2 separate regions of the Sander lucioperca genome follow, and region 1 is linked to region 2. Evidence: chromatin contacts called from public Hi-C data. All regions are on one chromosome and are shown on one strand. Each heading gives the region's core, a stretch centred on a gene start, on an enhancer-like site or on the middle of the called end of the contact. The rest is flanking DNA. Distances are from core to core; before and after follow the strand shown. Region 1 holds the start of ipo11 (importin-11). Region 2 holds the start of htr1aa (5-hydroxytryptamine (serotonin) receptor 1A a).

Region 1 (5,369 bases), core at 2,158-4,657, 240 kb before region 2:
AACAAACTCCTCCTAGAGATTTCATCAGATCGACTTCAAATTCGGTCTGTGTCATCTAAAGACCTTAATGATGAAAAGGTATTAAAAGCAAAACTTTTCGTCCAACGGTGTTGGCGTGGCGTGGCGGCCATTTTGAGCATTTATCGATGAACGAAGAAGTTGTTGTAACTTTAGTGTACATTGTCCAATTTGGCCAAAATGTCTCACGATTGACAAGGGTCCAGGCCTGAGGTCATCTATACGCCATAGCGCCCCCCGCTGGCAACGGGAAATCAGCCTTATATGACAAACATCATCCGATTTACATGAAACTTAGAATGTGTGGTCTACATGTAATACTGAGCCACCCTCTATACTTTAACCACTCCCACTTATACAGGCCACAGCCACTTACATAACATTATGTACCCCTATGCTTAAACCACGCCCCCTTTCATAGCTGGTGACCCATTTAAGGTAGAGTCTTGTGTGAGGTATAATTGAACTCAGCATAGAGTTCCCTTTTCATTGGTGACGACTTGCCATGCCACCTTTCACAGCTGCTGAACTGTATGACGTAGAGTCTCTTGTGAGGTATCATTGAACTGAGCAGGGAGTTCCCTTTTCATTGGTGACAATTTGCGGTGTCTGAGTGCCGCGCAAATGCACGGTCGCAAGCAGCGCCTTAGCTTTGTTAAGCAGGTGCCAGCTGCTGTGTCACAGAGGCAGACGCAAATCCACTGGGAAGACCCAGAGGTGCTAGGGCAGTGGTGTGTGTTCAAATCTGAACACACACCACTGCCCTGCACCTGCCCTGCCACTGCACCAAGATTTGTTTCCAGGAATAATCATTGCAATTGATGATACGCATGTTCAAGTTAAATGCATGCACTGGGTTGGCCCAAACAGGTTCTTTTGGCCTGCTCGTGAGGATGTGCTATCTACTTGATGACGTACTTGAGCTCATCCCGCCTCCATAAGCCTGTGACATCACGACATATGAAAATTCAGAAAAAAGTGTGGGCCAGTATTTATGAATAAAGGATATATGAATAAACCTGTTATAGTCACGTATTTAGAGTTCAAAGTTATGTTTTGCATACTAGTTTTAAGCTAAATGAGATTCCAGCAAGGTAGTTTTCCATAGCCTATGCTATACATTGTATATGGGATTTTTGGACCATATGGACAGATCTATTCCATTGATGTTTGGGATGAATTTATGCTTGATGATTTTGTAAAATGTTAAATACTTCATAAAATGTTGTTTTATATGACTAAAATTCTGATTGTTGCCCACCGTCAACTTTAATAAAATTAAATTCCCATTTTATTGAATGTTATATCATTAATTTCACACCATATTCAAAATGTTGATCGTCCCTTCAACCTTATGGCCATTTTCAACCCCATCACGCTCAGTTCAACCCTTTTATTTGATAGTTTTTTATTGATATTTTGATGATAAGAAAAAATATGAGATTAAAGGTTGAATATGTAATACTAACAGCTAGTGTTTAAAATAGTTACTGCAGTCCAAATGCAAAATACTGGACTGAGTCGTCTCCCCCGCCCCCTCCTCCCCAGACTCGAAGTTCACGGGGGTTGCCAGGTTGAGAACACAGCATCATCAATGTCTAGATGCTAGTATTGCATAGCCAGACATTACTCCACAGCACAGCGGAGTAGCTGACGTTAGATGCTGGCTATGTTGGCTAGTCACAAAAGCCCGTACTCACACGGAGCTCTGTACCCAACTGACAACCACCCTATCTGGGCTTAAAATTACGGCAACAACTGCTAAAACATCATCACCTCGCCTTCCTCTCTACCTGACTGACAGCCACACTTTCTCATGTTAAAATTACGGCATCAGCCGCTAAAAACACCACTACCTCCCCATCCTCTCTACCCAACTGACAAACACACTTTCTCGGACTAAAATTATTGCAACAGCCGTTAAAAACACCACTACCTCGCCGTCATCCCTCCCCGACTGACAGACACACTTCCTTGGCTTAAAATTATGGCGACAGCCGCTAAAAACACCACTACATCGCCGTCTTGTCTACCCCACTGACAGACACACTTCCTTGGCTTAAAATAATGGAAACAATTGCTAAAAACAGCGCAAACTCACGGTCCTCTCTACCAATTTACAGCCACCCTTTCTTGTCTTAAAATTACTCACCGTTTGTTGGCTATGTAACACCCGTGGCCCGCTTGCCTGGTCCTCCGTATAATGTTAGCAGTTATGGCGTGACCAGTCGGAATTACTTCACTGGCTGTGTCTCAATTGTTTTGTGACTAACTAACTCGAGTAACGTTACGTTACTAAATTCAATGTGAGTACACAAATGTTGAAATGACTGAAAATGCCCATCCCTAGTAGCGGTGAGAAATTAGCCTGAAGCTAATGCTTACCTGTTTAGGAGGAAATACTGGCTTTAGCATTGTTGTCAGAAAACATAGTATTTCAGCTTAGCATGTTATCTTAATATCTGATGACATATTGTGGTCATTTTTTAATTAATACAGTAAATATATTACATATTGCACCTTTCTTGTTTGTTGAATTGTGTGTGGAATTTACAGGACAATCAGAAAAACTATGAAAGCCTAATCAAATCCTAATGTTAATGCATATTTTGTGATAAAATATGAAGGCTGATGTTAGATAAAGTTCTCATGACCTGATTGGCAGTCAAATGGTGAGTATTTGAAAATAAAAATTCTACATAGAATATGATTTTAACCAAGGGACATCTGATTATTAAGCTTCTACAAGAATTTTCTTGAATATCTTTTCAAATCATATTTACACCCGAGGTCCAAGTTGTCTGACGGGGTGGGACTCAAAACAACTTTCACTGAGAAAAAAATACCTAATGATGATTGGGATTTCATGCATTAGGTGGGAAATGTATTGTTGTAGTGTAATGTATGTTTAACTAATCCACTATCACATGAAATGATAAGAAATATAATTAAGGTATTTTTTCCTCACCTCAGAAAAGGTCTGATCCAAAAGGCACCCATCTTAGAGAATCACCCTTTAGAGTTTCAGAGTTGCTGAAAGTTAAATCAGCTGTCATGTTCGACTTCATGTTAAAACACAACCGAAGAGTGAGTTCACATTTATGAATACAACATGCATGAATAAGCCTGATCAGGCAAGCGGAAGGCTAAATGTAAAAGCCAATTATATGTTATATATGTATAAAGTAGTGCTTAATACAGAGTTTTATTATTTGTATAAATCCCACATGCTATGGGTACTTTACAAAATACAACAATGAAGATGAGAAGGAGTAATGATGATACCTGTATATCTTTAGCATACAAGCTTTTATATATGTCAACGATAAGAAGCACACAACCATAGCAGTATACAACTGGCTCCATTCATTCATGACGAAAGACGCCTGCTAAACCTCAGACGTCATCAGCGCGCGCCTGCTGTGTTGCTCGCGCCATTCCTACAAGCGTGTGTGTTTCCATCTCTCATTACGTTACTATTGGCAGAGCTTTAACAGCCGCTGTACAGCCACTGCTACAGCACAGATTTTGTTTTTTAACCGTCGTTCTTTTAGGTGAGTCCGGTTTTATGTTTCTATTTTAAGACATTTGCTTGAGGAAAGAGGTTATTTAATTTCACGGACACTGTCGGCCCTTGATTTCGCATTGACTAAGTTTAGCTTGCTTGCTAGCCCAAAGTTAGCGTTGGTGTTTGGGGGGTAACGTTATGCACGATTTGGAAGTGAAACGTTAGCCACTTTCATTAGTAAATGCGGTTATCTTATTTTCATTGTAAATGACGCGAAGAGGGACACCAAAGCAACCTAGGCTATATTGCGATAATTTCAGAGCTAATGAAGTCACATTTGAATCAAAATAGTTTTAATGTAGCTAAAGGTAGTTAATGTTACAGTTGTTGTTCTCTTCTGACCCCCTACCACTCAGCTTGTTTTGGTTCTCTCTGCGCTTCGAAAACCAACTAACCCACTTCATAGACACGCTTTATAGCAAATGTGGTTGTGATGATGTTGACATTTATCATAGCGGTTTTATGCATATATACCCGTCGATGCATATAGCTGTAACGTTAGTTCAGTAGTGTTGTATTGTACAACAACACTGAGTGAACGAAACTCTCTAGTCAACACAGTGTGCTGGGGTCCTATCCAACGTTAGCCAGCTAAATGTCTGGTGTTTTGCATATGCAAGCCCCTGCCGCTAACACTAGCTAGCCTAAACGTTAGTTGTCAAATGCTGGCTGAGTGAACAAGTAAGCTAGCGGCAGCAAAACTTTATCAGCTAGCTAGCTAGCTAATCACGCAGAATGCAGATAGCCTTAACGCTAACGCTGCCAATTAAAACGTTATCTACAATACGGCTTGATTGATTTGACTAAAGCCAAGTTGTCCTCTGCCTGGCCCTATTACAGTATAACTGTTAGTGTTACCTAACACTGTATGTTAGCATGCTAACTAACCTGTTACACAGGTTGCATATTTACTCATTTACAAAATTACAAATTGTCAATGGCAGGCAGTCAAGTCAAGCAAGGTTTATTTTGTCAATTCCTAGCGTATGTGGTGAGAGTGGGTGCATGCATTCATTTCTGACCTGGTCAAAACACAGTATGTAACTGCGACATGTGCTTTAAATTAGAAAACACTCGATATAAAACCTGACAATAAGCCCTTTTCACAGAATATATTTGTATAGGAAAAGCATTGGTGTAAATAATGACAATAATAATGGCTGAATTCCATCGAGCTGCTTTGTTTTCAGGGTCTTGGTATTGTGCATGCTGGCTCACTGTCCCACTGCCATGGCTTACTAAGACACTTGAGACACAAAATGGACAATGGAGCCATCGTTAATGTTATTAGTAACACCTGCGCTTCTCCTCCTATGACAAGTCAAAAGATCTGCAGTGAAAGAGGCCTATGTTGTTACAGATCTAGTGGACTGCTAGAGGATCAGCACCAACAACAAACATCTGACCACATTCCAGCTGTATATGGATGTTGTACAACTTCGGTATCCATCCTCCTTCGTCAGTTAAAGATGGTTTGACACATTTGTAAAACTGACACTACCATCATGTGTAGGAATTATGAGGAGGCTGTTGCAGTTGCACTGGAGGCATCTTACTTCACACTGATTGCCTGTCCTTTTCAAAGGTTTATCCTACTGTGAGTAAAGGACCTAAACCTGAGCAACCTAAATGATCATCTTGGGAGTTTTGCAGTGAAAGTGTCATCACTGAGAATGTCCATCCAAATCATATGGGAGTCTTAAATAAGACCAGTCCCTGCGTATAAACATGTACAGTATTAGTTTAATGTGTAACACAGACATTGTTGACATATTTCAGGGTT
Region 2 (5,130 bases), core at 1,652-4,151:
TTCTGGTCCATGCTCACCCAGCCTGCCGACCACCTTGTCTGGACCATGATGCCTTGGGCTTGATGCGTTGCCAAGACAACAAGCCAAATAGCCACCCATCTTGTGAAGCGTGTAGGCCTCATTGGGACTTCTTCCTGAAAGTTGTTTTCCTCCTTCCTCTTTTAACGTCTGACAGTCTTTATCTTTGTATCTACTGTGTGGATAAGTGGATTTGTGTCTGGGATTTGCTTGATTGAAGAGCGCAGTTATAGCAGTGATGTTTTCTGCAACTCTTTCTGTTATGTCGTCTATTTCTCTGAGCAACCCTCTACATTATGTGGTGTTATAAGTGCATGTACTAAATTTAGCACTGCTTTTCTTGATGCTAATGATGTAACAAGCTGTCTTCTTAAACACTCAATGCACTGGATAGGAAATGGTACTGTATAATCTAATATAGAAGAACATGTTTAATGCTCCCCCTCGAGCATTAAACACACACACACACACACACACACACACACACACACACACACACACACACACACACAGCACAATCTGAAATAGAGAGATGGGATTGGGGAGCTCTGGAATAAGAAGAGAGAGGGGGAGACTGAGAACATGTATGATAAATGTAATACCAGCCTCCTTTTTTTGAAAAATAAATAAATAATTGCCCATCTCTTTTTGCTTTCGACTTTGAGATGGATTTGATGGATAGGCGGTGGGGTTTTTTTAGATACCCATTTGCTGTAAGTAAGTAAACACACCATGCACTGATAACCTGATCGCCCCCACCATCACCAGTGTTGCCTGTCAAAGCAAATTGATAAGTGCTCACTGCTTTCTTTGCTCAACAACAGTCAATGATTCATTTGTTACATATATGAAGATGTATGATGAGACAGGTCCCAAGTGAAACTGTGATTGTTCATAATAGCCCTGATCTCTGCTTGGTTCATTACTTTTTTATTTTATTTTCTAAACATAAATTGACCCATATTTCTTAATAATAATTTTTGATTGCTTTTATTGTTTCAGTGCTACAAAGCTCTTGATATAGGACGGAAACCCCGCGTTTATCTCATGATAAAATGCATGGAATCAGCATATGACACGTGTTGCATGGCAATACAACAATGGCTGCCGTCGCATATAGGATATATACTGTAGCTACAACACTGAATAAACATGAGCTTGTACATTAAGAGTGAAAGTTCCTGTCTCATTTCATCGGTCAGTGACCCCGCGGGTTTTCTTTCTACACGGTCCTCGAACACACACCGAAAAGAGACTTTCCCTGAATGAAAGTCTGTATTATTCCCCCATACAGTCAGTGAACATTTCCTGCTGTCAATTAATTTACTCCACATTTAAGTAGACAAATGTTTTCACTGGGTGTGGTTACAGTCTGTGGAATTTGCATCTTATGATCTTCTTGAAAGCACTTTGGAAGTCTTTGTTGAAGTAGGCATATATGATGGGGTTGAGGAGAGAGTTGGAGTAGCCCAGCCAGTTTATGACTGCACCCAGCCAGTCAGGCATGTAGCAGCTCTCTGCACAGAAAGGCAGCACAAGTGCGACGATGAAAAAGGGCAGCCAGCAGAAGATGAAAGTTCCCATGATGATCCCCAGTGTTTTCACCGTTTTACGTTCCCTGGCCAGCGCGATCTTTCTCTTCGCCCCCGAGGTCTTTTCATTCATGTTTTCAAAGCCCTGCGAGGAGGACTGAGGGGTGTTGGGCAACGGCAGGTGCGTCTTTGAGTTGCTGATAACTTCTATGATCTCAAGTGACTCACCCTCCTCTCCGTGCTTCACCGCGCCGTTTACGCACGGAGAGCTGTATTTGGACTCGTCGCTGCGCTTCCAGCCTTTGCCCTCGGCCTCCCCGTTGGTTTTCTTATGGAAGATGGCCGGAGACACAGTCAAGCACTTTTCTGACACTTTTGCTTTCTCGGTTTTCTTGACTGTTTTTCGAATCCGAAACCGTGCAGCCTTGAATATTCGCCCGTACAGGACCAACATGAGGATGAGAGGGATGTAAAATGCCCCAAATGTGGAGTAGATGGTGTAGCCCGGGTCCTGGCTGATGATGCAGGCGTCGGGGTTCGCCCTGTCTTCCGCGCTTCTCCAGCCTAACATAGGCGGAATAGAGATGGAGAAACCAATTAGCCAAGTCACGCTTATCAAGATCGCAGCTCGCCTTGGTGTCCGTTTATTTACATAGTCAATTGGGTCTGTTATGGCCCAGTACCTGTCCAGGGCAATGGCGCACAGATGCAGGATGGATGATGTGCAACACAGTACATCCAGTGAAATGAATATGTCACAGATCTCCTGCCCCAATGTCCACTTGTTTAAAACCTGATAGAGGGCCGCCATTGGCAGAACCAGTACCGATACCATAAGATCTGTCACGGCCAGGGATCCAATGAGATAGTTAGCCACATTCTGGAGAGATCTCTCCAGGGCGATGGCTGCCACGACGCACGCATTGCCAAATATGGAGGCGAGGATAAGGGCACCCAAGAGCAGAGAGGTGATAATCTGGTAACTCAGCTTCACATCTAGAAGAGACCCAGACCCCGTGCCATTCTCACCCCCGTCCCAGTCGGCAACCACCTCCACCCCATCAGGGTAACCGCTGGTCGCGTTGCTGTTGTTGTTGTTGCTGCTTGTTGTTATAAAATCCATAATGCGACCACACTCAGAGCGCGACTTTCTCAGAACAGTGAGGGACACGCAACTGGAAAGATAAGCAGGACACAGTCAGCCCCTCAGACTGCTGCCGCTGTGCGTTTTACCTGGGTCCATCGGAGTTACCGCGTTCATGCCGTGGCTCTCAGGACGCATGACGCAGACGTGTGTGAGGGGTGTGTGTGTGTTATAGCCTGTGAGTGTTAACAGACGGGTGCGCTCCCTGGTACTGCAAACCCTCTGAGCTTGCTGACGCCGTGAATTCATTTATACCAGCAGATTTGGGTACGTCAGACCGTGTGGAGGTCGCCCTGGAGTTTTGTGCCTCGGCTTTTCTTGTTGCTCCGTTTTTCACTGCAGAAAGCCGATGAGGGCGCAGAGCTCTCCTTTTCTTAACTCTCACCTTTATTTTACTCTTTGGACTCGCTTAATGTAACAAATTGTGGATTGTTTTTTTTAGTTTACATCTCAAATGGTGTCAGTCAGGACTAATACTTATTAACTGAGTTATTACAAAACATCGGGATACGCGAGGTGGAAATATTAATATCTTTTATCACTTCTAATTAACTTTCTTGTTTGAGCCAACTTCATTTTAAACAGTCGTTTTGACAAGTAAAAAGAACTTAAAGGGAACTCGGAAACATGTGGAAATAAAGCGTTTAAGGGCGCAACAACGCAATTCGAGTCAGAATGTAGAGAAAGGTAACATGTCCAGGGCGTTGGGAGCGAGAGGCAGTTTCAGGACTAGGGACAGCGACACAACAGTCCAGAAAGGAGAGCTGCTGCCATCTGCTGCCCAAATGATGGGTACTGCATCAAATGATGAAGACTGTTGTATCAGTATTTGGGGTTTAAGGCAAGTAAGATACCGTAGGAAGGATAAGGAAACAGGAGGGGGTTGAGCTGCCGAGGGAGATAGTGAGATGGTTGAAGATGAGAAGCAAACTGTGTGTGTGTGTGTGTGTGTGTGTGTGTGTGTGTGTGTGTGCGTGCGTGTGTGTGTTTGATGATGTCAACACAGGTTTAAATGTAGGTTTTACCGTACTGCCTCTGGCACCTTGTTGATGGCGTTAGAAGACGGAGTCAGAGAGGGAGAGCGATAGACAGAGAGACAAAGTGAGAGCATGTATTTACTCTCTTATTTCGTTGTTGTTTTTTCTATGCTTTGGCTACACAGTAAATTGATTTTGTCATGCCAATAAAGCAAATTGAAATTGAAAAAATTGAGGGAGACAGAGAAAGAGAGGATCCCCTAGAAAACAATTAAAACAATAGTTGTTTTTGGCTCATGTTCGAGTGTGTTTGAGCCAACTAATATAAATATATATAAATAATGTCAGCCGAGAGTCAGAAAACAGCCTAGAATAAAAACAGCTAGTGAGGAAAAACAAGGGAGGGAGGGGTGTACAGTGGTTTGAGTTTATAAGATCATTTAACCAAGAATACATTTAAATTTGTGTCCATGAAGTACAACAGTATAGACTGTATATAAAGATGGGCAACGTGTCACTACCCCCCACTAAAGCTCCAAATGACCATTGAACTTGACTGACCCTCCTGCTGCTTTCAACATGAAAACGAGTATGTAACTAGCTTATGCCCTTTAGCTATGTTTTACACTAGTAACGTTTTTTACTAGACATTTAGTCACAGTCACACATGGATGTGTTTTATCAGAGGGCAGAAGTTTGAAGACTTTGCCTGACTGTGCAGTGTTGGCTAACTAATGCCTGCTGCAAGCTGCACAAAGTGGATCTACTCAATTAATGAGCTCAATACAAGTACATGTTTCAGCCTTATACTATAGTTATAGTATTTTCTGTATGACACTTCCTATGTGTGTGATCGTCAATTGACGTGCAGCAGACAGTGTGTGTTGTCCTTTAGTCTGGTTTGTCAGTAACAATGAAAGTCATGTTCTTTATATGTACTGTAAGTGTCATTTAAGTGTCCAACAAACTACAAGAAACATCGATATGCAGTCATCAAAGTATTAATGTATTTAAGCTGTCTGACAGAACACTGTAAAAACATAACACAATGTACATTACTCCATTATATTTAAAGCCAGTGACATAGAGATGGTAAACAGTACTGGGCAGAAAGAGATACCACGGTGGGACAATTGAGGGAGATGGGGGAGAAAAGGGTGCATTAGGAGAAGGAGAGATGGGGAGCACTTATTGTCAGACCAGTAGAGTCTGGCCCTGATCCTGTTCTTTACTTGTCAAGGCAACAGCTGCACGCACTGCAGAACAACAGCCACAACCAAAAGTGAGGCTGCTTGGTCTGATTCTCTGCTGAAGCCTTCTTCTCCTTTTCCTCCTGTTTATTCTTTTTTGGAAAATAACAGAAAATGAAAACAACACATCAGTACAGAAACACAAATAAATGTCTACAGTTTAACACAAGATCAGGAGACGTCTTCAAGTCATAAACAACTGGACTTGT

The links. Hi-C and Micro-C count contacts between places; a contact is called where the count stands out from the background.
Region 1: a contact with region 2 is called in a Hi-C map of liver, with 4 times the contacts expected there. The contact joins the promoter of ipo11 here to the promoter of htr1aa in region 2. A contact is called at or near these places in 2 of 2 Hi-C or Micro-C datasets (liver and muscle).

Annotation. Positions count from the first base shown.
Region 1 is chr2:9,200,484-9,205,852 of SLUC_FBN_1.2, reverse strand. It overlaps ipo11 (importin-11), which reads left to right and starts at 3,407. Exons shown (of 30, transcript XM_031305262.2): 1 at 3,407-3,572.
Region 2 is chr2:8,963,656-8,968,785 of SLUC_FBN_1.2, reverse strand. htr1aa (5-hydroxytryptamine (serotonin) receptor 1A a) reads right to left here and starts at 2,901. Exons shown (of 1, transcript XM_031306048.2): 1 at 993-2,901. The coding sequence starts at 2,673. The coding sequence ends at 1,384.